2 separate regions of the Mus musculus genome follow, and region 2 is linked to region 1. The links are chromatin contacts, called in public ChIA-PET maps. All regions are on one chromosome and are shown on one strand. The core of a region is the stretch at or near the end of the contact, and the rest is flanking DNA. Distances in the headings are between cores, read along the strand shown. Region 1 overlaps Dnmt3a (DNA methyltransferase 3A). Region 2 has its middle 16 kb from the start of Dnajc27.

Region 1 (5,023 bases), core at 762-3,261:
GGATCTCGACACAAGCAATGGTGCTTCCCTCATCCTGGTTGGTTCTTCCAACTCCAGTGAACCCACACTAGCATCTCTCATAGACACACCCAGAGGTTATTCTCTTAGACGAGTCTCAGTCCTGTCAGGTTGGCAGCCAGTGTGAAGCATCTCAGGTACACAGTGTCTAGGTGAGGGTAACAACAGGGAAGCAGGCCATCTCCTAGGTAACACATACTGGACAGCGCTGTACGCTAGAAGAGAGGCTGGTGTGGCTGGACCCCAAGGAGGACACAGCAGCTGGGACCAACACACCTGAAATCATTGTTACAAGTGGCCCTAGACTGTGTGCCTCTGGCAAGGAGTCAAGATGGGGCAGAAATCAAGGTGGTTTTTGTTACTCTTTTAAATTCATTGGAATAATCCCCCAGTAACACCAGCTATGCTTCCCCCAACCTCCTCCCATGTTGATGGGGAGTCCAGCATGCCTGGCAAGTGCTCTGCCCCTGAGCTCCACCCCCAATGCCGGGAGCAGCCATCTACAGTGCCATCTACAGTGATCTCTAGCAGCTCTGTCTCAGAAGCTCTCTGACAACAGTGTCCCTGACAGTGTCCCTCTTGAGCCACTGCCGGGGCCTGGGCTTCTCCTTTTACTCCATCATCTGACCAGCGAAGGACACTCTGTTTTTCTATACCTTCACCAGGCCAGGATTTGCCTCTGCTCAATGCTCCCTTTATTCCCAGGCCTTAAAGGATACAGAGTTAGAATACAAGGTGTGACTGTGTATGCCTGTCAAGAAGCTGGGTACAGTGGCACACACACCTTTAATCTCTATACTCAGAAGGCAGAGAAGGCAGATCTCTGGGAGTTTGAGGCTAGCCTGGTCTACATTGTGAGTTTCAGGATACCCTGTTCCAAAAACAAATAAAATAAAATAAAATAAATAAAATAAACAGTAAACCCCCTCAGGTCTCTTGCATACTATCTTTCCAGATAAGACTCATTTTTAACGGAACTGCCTGCCCCACCTTGCTCAGCATTGCCTCAGCAGGACCTGCCACTTCCCCTTGGTTCCTGCCCTCCTTTAAGGGCCAGGGAAGCCCCACATTTCCCAGTATATTTTCCCTGGTTTCTTTGACCCTCAAGGTCCACACCTGCTGGCACCCCCCACCCCCACCCCACTACCGCCACCACTGGCCTCCCTCAGAATTTTCTTGCATGCTCTGGAGGGCAAACCTTAGGAAGAGTTAAACTCCCCATGCACCATCCCAGCTGTCTTCTGGAAGGCCACTGCTGGGGTGTGACCAGGAGCAGCAGCCCAGGACTAAGAGAGCCTAAAACCAAGGGAGAGCGGCCATCAAGCCTCTGCTTAAAGAGCTAGCAAAGTGCAGGACTGGTCTTGAAACGAGGAGAGGATTCAGTTCTGTTGGAGAAGAACCAAATGGCTCTTAGACTGGAAAATAAGCCACACTGCAAAGCCCTGGGAGCCGGAAAACTGCCCAGGCAGTGGAGGCTCAGCCCAGCGCTGCCTGGCTTCCCCTGGCTTCTGTCCTTCTGCCCTATAGCACTGCCCTCTGTAACCCACTGCCTCCAGGCTGTGCAGGAGGCTGCTGTGGAGTAAGTAGCCCAGCCTGCCTCAGCTGAGCTTGGCGCCAGCTCCCACCCACTCCTCCTCCCGCCCTTGCTGGGTTATTCTTAGCAAGAGTGACCTCAGAATGCACCCTCCAAGCAAAAATAACCCTGGAGGAAGTTGGTGGGTATAAATCCCCACTGATATGCATGCCGCTAGCAAACAGGGTGTAGACCTTGCAGGGCCTGTCACCCCCACCAACCAACCACAGGGTCTGGTGGGCCAAGGCAGAAACTGTCCCTCTGCTGCTCCAGCTAGAACTACCCACAAAGAACAGAGACCTCTGCAGAGCTGTCTGGGCTTGTGACCACAGTTCCACTTGTCACAGTGCAGGGTCTTCAGGAGCTGGTGAGCAGGGCACCAGCCCTTTCTTTCCACTGAGCCGCACACACAGGCCTGATTTTACATGCCAGTCTCCTCCTCCCCAGCCCACAGGCCCTGGCCCAGGTGCCAGCTCCCTTCCTAAGGCCCTCCTAGCCCAGCAGCTGGCTTCCTGTTTCCTGTTGCTTTGCAGTATCTTAGCTTTCCCCAAGGCAATGCTGCCAACACGGCAGGCCCAGGCCTACTCTGAAGCAGCTTCACCTCCCAGGCTCTGTACCACCCCAGCCTCCCCAGCTATACCTGGAGTCCCAGGATTTGTGTCATATTCTCCCTCAGTTACATTTTCTTTCTTTCTTTTATTTTTTTATTTTTGAGACAGGGTCTCACGTGGCCAAGGCTAGCCTTGAACTTGATGCTGGCTCAGGATGACCTTGAATTTCTGATCCTCCATATCTCAAGTCTTGGCATTACAGGCATGTTTATGTGGTGCTGGTGTCATGTATATAGAATGCTACCAATGCGCCACACACCAAGACCTCAGCTTTCTCTGAGGTGTTTTGAGACAGTATGCTTGCTTTCAAACAGCCCTGCATTCATATACTAACTTAAAAAGGCTTTGGGGACCCAGGCTCCCAGGGAGAAGAGAAGCAGGGGGCTCACAGTAGGGGGTCCAAGAAGTGAGTCTTTTCATTATTATTGGGGTATGTGAGAGCTTGTGCATTTGTGTGTGTGTGCATATGTGTATGTGTAACACACACACACACACACACACCACACATTCATGCCATTGGCACTCTTCCAAAGGTCGGAGGACAATTCCTGAGAGCCAGTCTCCATCCCACAGAGATTCTTCAGGCTTTTACCTACAAAGTCATCTTGCTAGCCTGAAGTAAGTCTTTGAACCGGCCTTTTCAGGCAACAAAGTGCTGTGCTATTAGCCTTTTTATTCTCATTGCTCGATTGTAGGTAATGAAATATGTTCTATTTGCCAGACATGCAAAGGAGCCAGTATGGATTGTGGCAAGTTCAAGGACAGCCCAGGCTACAAAGTGTCTATCTCAAAAACCAATCAGCCAGTGGAGGAACAAGCTCTACTTATCCAGAGTAAAAGCAAATCTGATTTAGGAGAGCACTGGGAGCTGCGATGGGGCTGGATTCTAACTTCTCTATTTGCTAAGAAAGTGTATCATTGTTTAAAAAAAAAACCAACAAACATGAATACTAATATTCATTATTAAAAGAAGGGGTGGGAGGAGTTATGGGAGGGGAGAGGGTGTCCAGGGCTGGAGGTGGGGCTCAGGGGCTGAGCACTCAGCTGAAGATGTGTAAGCTAGGTTTGAGTACCACTCGGTGAGTAAGTATGTAAATAAGTAAATAAATGAGATTGCAGTTTAGAAACCTCAAGCTCCTAGACACTGACTCAGAGTTCTCTGCGGACAAGCAGCACCCATGGCTCTGGTGGTGAGGCGTGCAGACCATTTTGGTCAAGCAAGTACCTTTGCTTGCTGAACTACCCCCCACCCCCACCCCAGGCCTGGGCTTCACTTTCAAGCGAGGCTTGATGGGGTTTGGCTCCAAGGGAAGAGGCAAGGAGGGCTATCAGACCACACAAGTAGGGAGAATGTGCCTGGAGCACCCTGTGGGGCAGCACGAATACAAGGTTCTTCTGTCCAAGACAGGTTAAGTGTTGGGCACAGTGTGGAGGGGGCAGGAAAAGGGGACAAGAAGGAGCCAGAAAGTCAGGGCCAGTGTTCTGGATCTTGTCTTTTTTTTTTTTTTTTTTTTTTTAAGAGATGATTTATTTTATGTGTATGAGTACTCTGTCTTCATGCACACCAGAAGAGGGCATCAGATCCCATTACAGATGGTTGTGAGTCACCATGTGGTTGCTGGGAATTGAACTTAGGACCTCTGGAAGAACAGCCAGTGCTCTTAACCACTGAGCCATCTCTCCAGTCTTAAGATAAATGGAGTCCATGAGCCAGGTGGGGTGGCACATGCTCTTAGAGGCTGAGGCAGATGGATCTCTGTGAGTTCAAGGCCATCCTGGTCTACAAAGCAAGTTCCAAGACAGCAGGGCTATTACACAAAGAAACCCTGTCTTGAAAAACTAAAACAGAAAGAAAGGAAGGGAGGAAGGGAGGGAAGGAAGAAGGGAAGGAGCCACAGAGGAAGGGGAGAAGGGAGGGAGTCCTAGAGCTGGAAAGATGGCTTAACCATTAAGGTTGCTACTTTTCTAGAGGACCTGGGACTCAGATTCCAAGAACCTACATGGCAGCTCAAAACCGTTTGTTAACTACAGCTCTAAGGGATCCAACACCTCCTCTGCTCCCTTGGCCTCTGTGGGCACTAAGCATATACATGACACACAGACACACTTGCAGGAAAAACACCCATACAGATAAAAATAAATAAAATAGAAGGAAAAAGAAAGAAATGGAAGTCTGCTGGGCTCAGTGGCACACACCACACACCTGTAATCCCAGTACTCCAGAAGGCCAGCCTGGTTAATATATAGTGAGTTCCTGGACAGCCAAGGCTGCATAGTCTGTCTCCGTCTCTCTGTCTCTCTGTCTCTCTCTCTCTCTCTCTCTCTCTCTCTCTCTCTCTCTCTCACACACACACACACACACACACACACACACACACGCACACGCACACGCACACGCGCACGCGCACACACACACAGTGAGACACAGAGAGAGAGATGGCAGACTCTCAAGAACAGACCTGCTAAGCAGCTTACTATTGTGACTACGCCTCTCCAGGACTCTAGATTGGAAGGCAAGTTTCCATGTGAAGGGCAAGAAGCAACAGTGGGTTCTGGGAAGTGAGCTCCTCTAGCTAGGAAACTAACACAGCAGCACCCAAGGACAGATGTCTAAGAATCTGTTGCACAGGCTTGGGGACAAATTGAGAAGGCGCCAAAGGTGTTTAATTTGGGGGCTGGGGAGGCCCAGATGTGTAGTTGAACTCCTCTGTCCAGTGCTGCAGAGTAGAGCTCGCATGATCGAAGTTCTCCTCCTTGGCCACACTTGGCCTCTTTCTCGGCTTCCCCTTCGTTAGCTCACTGCCCTTCCTCAGACCTGCCT
Region 2 (5,023 bases), core at 1,765-4,264, 210 kb before region 1:
TGGCTGATGCTCAGAATAAAGTTGGCTATTGAATAAGACTTTAGTCTGCCTTATTCTCTACTCCATCGAGAGCGGTAAACACCCACTAACAGTCATTCGCATTTTCCTTCTACACTTTCCCAGCCCACGGGAAGCACCAATATGCCTCCTGTGTGTGCAGATTCACCTATTCTGGGTGTTTCATAGGAACAGAACCTAGGCTGTGTGCTTTTGATGTCAGCCCTTTTCACTTAGCCTATCGTTTTCTTTTTTGTTATTGTTTTTTCGAGACAGGTTTCTCTGTATAGCCCTGGCTGTCCTGGAACTCACTCTGCAGACCAGGCTGGCCTTGAACTCAGAAATCTGCCTGCCTCTGCCTCCCGAGTGCTTGGATTAAAGGCGTGCGCCACCACGCCCGGCTTAGCCTACGGTTTTCAAGATCTATATTTTCTGCAGCATACACCAGCTTCTTGTCGTGACTCTACATCTTCTTTTGTAGTACATTGCAAATGCATTGTTGCGATTACAATATATAGAGTGTTATTTTTAAATGTTTTGTGCTCCACAGTCTAAAGAGAAAATAAAGGACATTTTAGGGCCTTGAACTGGAGAAAAGCTTGTGGATCAGCAACTTCTCTACCTCCCTTAATCCTGGAATCAGCTCCTTAGCTTTTCTGCTGGAGTTTTTCCCCACTGAGAGAAGACCATCTAACCTCTCAGCAAACACTAAGAAAAGACACATTCCTGATACAGGGTAGGACTGGGGGTTTACTAGTCAGTCTTCTGTTGTCGTGATAAAGCCCTATGACCAAGGAAACTTATAGAAGGAAGAGTTTATTTGGGCTTACAGTTCCAAAGGGCTGAGAGTCCCTCATGACTGGGAGCATAGCAGCAAGTGGTGGGTGTAACAGTTCTCTCTCTCTCTCTCTCTCTCTCTCTCTCTCTCTCACACACACACATACATATATATCTTATATTTTTTTATGAGGAAGATATATGTGTATATAAATATGTACATATATACATATGTATATCATACACATATATTCATATGTGTATATATCATATACACATGTATGTATATAAGAGATGCATATATGTATATGAGATGTATACATATATGCATATACATATGTATATACAGGTATGTGTATACATATATGTATCTAACACATACACATATATATTTACACATAAGCATATATATATGTCTACATATACTGCATCCAGAGCAAAGCCACTTTTCTAACACAGCTACAATAAACAGTTATCAACTATAGCAGATGCCCAATGATAGCTTCTACAACATGATGCTGTTCTGTGCCAAGACAGAACTTAATTCTCAAAATAACCTTTCCAGACAAACTAGGATTCCTGACTGGAACTAAACCAGGACAGCTGGGACACACAATCACCTCTGTGGTAAAAGGATCCTTGCCTTTTTTCCCCAGGAGTTCCCATCTGACAGAAATCTGAATTTGGATGGATGGTATGCATGATACCATGTTACCAATTATAGGACCTGTATAATTACAACAACCTTTATAGTCATGGTGAACACTTCCTTTCAAAGGAATATCAAATGGACTGCTGGGCTGATGTAGAGCAGAGGCTTGGTAAAGACGGTCTGTAGAGAGGCAAAGCACGCACACTCTGGTTCCCTCACTCTCCTCATCTTCCTCACCAGGCTTCATTCTCCTCCTCTGCTCCTCTCCCTCCCTCCCACTCTTTCTTCCCTTTGCTGCCTGAGCCTCCACAGTTTGAGTCACAGGCTGCCTCCAGTCTTGAAGGCGTGATCATTAGTCAGGGATGTGGGCTCAGCCTTCCTCTGGCTGTCTGGAGACATCTGGGGAGCTCACAGGGAAAGAACTCAAGCAGCTGGCATAACCTGTGTGCTTCGGAGTTGCGGAGCCTGAGGGCGGTGACAGCAGCAGTGACCAAGCCAGAATCAGCACTGGTTGCTGATGCAGAGGCTGATGCAGAGGCTGATGTAGATGCTGCTGCTGCTGCTGCTGGCCATACAGGGAGGGAGGAGCAGCAGCCATCCAGAGACCCAGAATGTGCCTGTAGTAAGCAAGGGGTTGAGTGGAACAGCTGCTAGGCTAATGACATCCTCAGGGACCAGGGACAGGCAGGAGATAAAGGGCAAGTTCAGCGCCTGCAGCACCCATACCAGCCTTCATTCCCCTCCTCTCTGTCGTCTCAGTTCTCTGAGTCCCCGCCACCCCTGGTTAAGCTCTCTGGCTCTACTTAACACTGGAAGTGAGGTCCTGCCCTGGCATCCCCTTTGCTCACATTGTATCAAAGTGGGGCTCAGAGGAGGCGGTCAGGATTGCTCTGAATCCTGCCTTGTGGCACAAAGGCGATAAGGAGGCTCTCCTTTCTCCTGGGCTTCACATTCATCATTTGTCATTCCAGGTCGCCTTGGGGCAGGTTTTTGAAACTTAGGTCGGTCCCCTTCAGCATCTTCTTCAACTAACAGTCGACGCCGGAACTGGGAGTAAAGGGAACATAGGCCTGGGTTTGGGGCTTAGTTGATAAAGTGTTTATCTAGTACACAAGAAGCCCTGGGTTGGACCCTGCCTGAGCTGGGCGTGGTGCCTGCAGTTCCAGCACTGAGGAAGTAGAGGGTACAAAGCCATGCTTAGTTGTATGGCAGGTTTGAGGCTAGGCAGGGTTGAGGCTAGTCCGTGTGGGCTATGAGAATCCTTATCTTTTTGTTATTGTTGGTGGGTTTTGGTATTTGTTGTTGTTGTTGTTTGTTTGTTTGTTTTTTGTTTTCTTTTGTTTTCTTTGGTTTGGTTTCTTGAGACAGGGTTGTTCTATGTAGCCTTGGCTGCCCTAGAACTTGAGCTGTAGACCAGGCTCTCCTTGATCTCACAGAGACAGATCTGTCTGCCTCTGCCTTCAGAGTGCTGGGATTAAAGGTGTGAACCACTATCCCCAATGAGATACTATCTTTAAAAAAAAAAGTGTGGTGGTTGTTATGGTGATGGTTGTCATGGTCCTTGTGGTGGTGGTGTCTGCAAGACCTGGAAGGGTGTGGCTTCCTACTGTTGCAGGGTAGAGCTATGACTCCAGGCTACAGGGTGGACTCCAGAAAGAGTCTGAGGAAATAAATTCTCCTTATTTCCTTCCATATGTCTGCATCATTCGGAGGCAGAGTTTCGCCTCTTCCCTAGGGATGAAAACCTGTGGCAATTGTTTGAAAAATGGAGGTCCAAGCTTTGAGGACCTAGAGGAGGAAGGTGGGTGTGACCATCTCCTCACCCCAACACAGAGACCTAAAAGCTCTTACAACCTTCATCTTTGTATCTCTGAAGCAGACATTTGAGGAGACTAGCGGTTTGTCACGGTGTTCCTCACCTTTCTGTGCCTGGACGCCATCTTTTTGCACTGGTTTCCTTGTCAGGTTTACTTCTGCCCAGGGAATTCTGTGCTCCACACACTCCATTTGAGGCAACAACCACATCCCCAGACCTTGAGAGCATGTGCCTTCTTTGTCCTTCCATACTTCCCAACTTTGGTTCTCATGGGACGGTTTCTCTCAACGAATAGTTAGGAGAAAAGCATCTAATTAAACTAATTCAAATTACAGTCATGAAACCCACTCTCTTTAAAGAGCTTGGCTATTTCCCCTCCTAAAAAATTTCCCATGTAGGATGCTCAGCTGGGCTAGCAGGACAGAATCATGTTCTCCCCACTTTCCTCTCTGACAGGGTCTTCATTTAGTCAGATTTACTCTGAAATGTACTTGTAGCTCATAGTCCAGGCTTTTCCTTAACTATTAAAATATCTTCCTACCTCTGCCTCCAAAGTGCTGGGTGATGCTAAAGGCATGCATCATCACAGCCCACCAAAAATATTTAATGGACCGCTGGAACAGAAACAGGTGACAATCCTGGCTCTTCGCCATTCCCAGCATGCCGCCTAAGGCTGTTTTGCTCATCTGGAAGAGACACAGGAGTCATGAAGATGAGCATGGGGCCCCGAATATACTCTCTCCTCTGTCTGAGGCATGCAAGGGACAGCTCAGATAAATGTACTGTCTTCCTGGCTGGCACCAGAGTTCTCGGTAGAGGTGGGGCGTGCTGGAGATGAACTTGGGGTTCTAGAGATGATGTTGGTGCAAGCCTCTGCATGGTTCTCAAGGAGCAAGAAAGAAGCCAGGTAAAGATGTGACGATAGACATTCTTAGCCCTAGAACTAGGGAGGCTGGAGCAGGGAGATCTCTAGATGGAGACCAGCCTGAGATATAAGGCAAAACTATCTCAAAAGCTTAAAATTTTTTATTACATGTATGTATGTATGTATGTATGTATGTATGTATGTATGTACCTATGTATGTGGATACATGTGAGTGCACAAGCAGGCTATAGTGGGATGTAGACAACTTGGAAGAGCCAGTTCAGTTTTTTCCTTCCACAATGTGGGCCCCAGATATTGAACTCAAATTATCAGGCTTAGCAGCAAGTACCTCTAGATATTGAGCCGTTTTCCTGCACCACACCCCCCCCCACATACACACACTACACACACACACACACACACACACACACACACACACACACACACATATATATATACACATACACACACATACACATATATACATACATATATTGTATTAGTCTGGGTTCTCTAGAGTCACAGAACTTATGGAGAGTCTCTATATAGTAAAGGAATTTATTGATGACTTACAGTCTGCAACCCAATTCCCAACAATGGTTCAGTAGTAGCTGTGAATGGAAGTCCAAGGATCTAGCAGTTACTCAGTCTCACACGGCAAGCAGGCGAAGGAGCAAAAGCAAGACTCCCTTCTTCCAATGTCCTTATATTGTCTCCAGCAGAAGGTATAGCCCAGACTAAAGGTGTGTTCCACCACACCTTTAATCCCGAATGACCTTGAATTTGGAGATTTAATCTTCTGGAATCCATAGCCACTATGCCTCAAGATCTCCATACCAAGATCTAGATCAGAAACTTCTATCTCCAAGCCTCCAGATAAGGATGACTGGTGAGCCTTCCAATTCTGGATTGTAGT

Evidence for each region. ChIA-PET counts read pairs in DNA pulled down with a chosen protein or histone mark.
Region 2: a contact with region 1 is called in an RNA polymerase II ChIA-PET map of memory CD8 T cells, with 23 read pairs. The contact joins two enhancer-like sites. A contact is called at or near these places in 18 of 39 promoter capture datasets (the 3T3-L1 cell line, 3T3-L1-derived adipocytes, the HPC-7 cell line and 11 more), 8 of 484 Hi-C or Micro-C datasets (B cells, embryonic stem cells and liver), 2 of 115 datasets of contacts at active chromatin or transcription factors (large pre-B cells and memory CD8 T cells) and 2 of 9 other capture datasets (adipose tissue and liver).

What each region holds. Positions count from the first base shown.
Region 1 is chr12:3,852,914-3,857,936 of GRCm38.p6, reverse strand. The region is part of intron 3 of Dnmt3a (DNA methyltransferase 3A); the gene reads right to left. Among named protein-coding and RNA genes, the nearest start is that of Dnmt3aos, 6.8 kb to the left of the region's middle. Within about 2 kb of position 2,011, at least 251 of the 459 cell types and tissues checked have an H3K27ac peak or open chromatin away from gene starts, as enhancers often do. A contact at or near this core is called in memory CD8 T cells, where this site is marked.
Region 2 is chr12:4,063,647-4,068,669 of GRCm38.p6, reverse strand. No RefSeq gene overlaps it. Among named protein-coding and RNA genes, the nearest start is that of Dnajc27, 16 kb to the left of the region's middle. Within about 2 kb of position 3,014, at least 39 of the 459 cell types and tissues checked have an H3K27ac peak or open chromatin away from gene starts, as enhancers often do. A contact at or near this core is called in memory CD8 T cells, where this site is marked.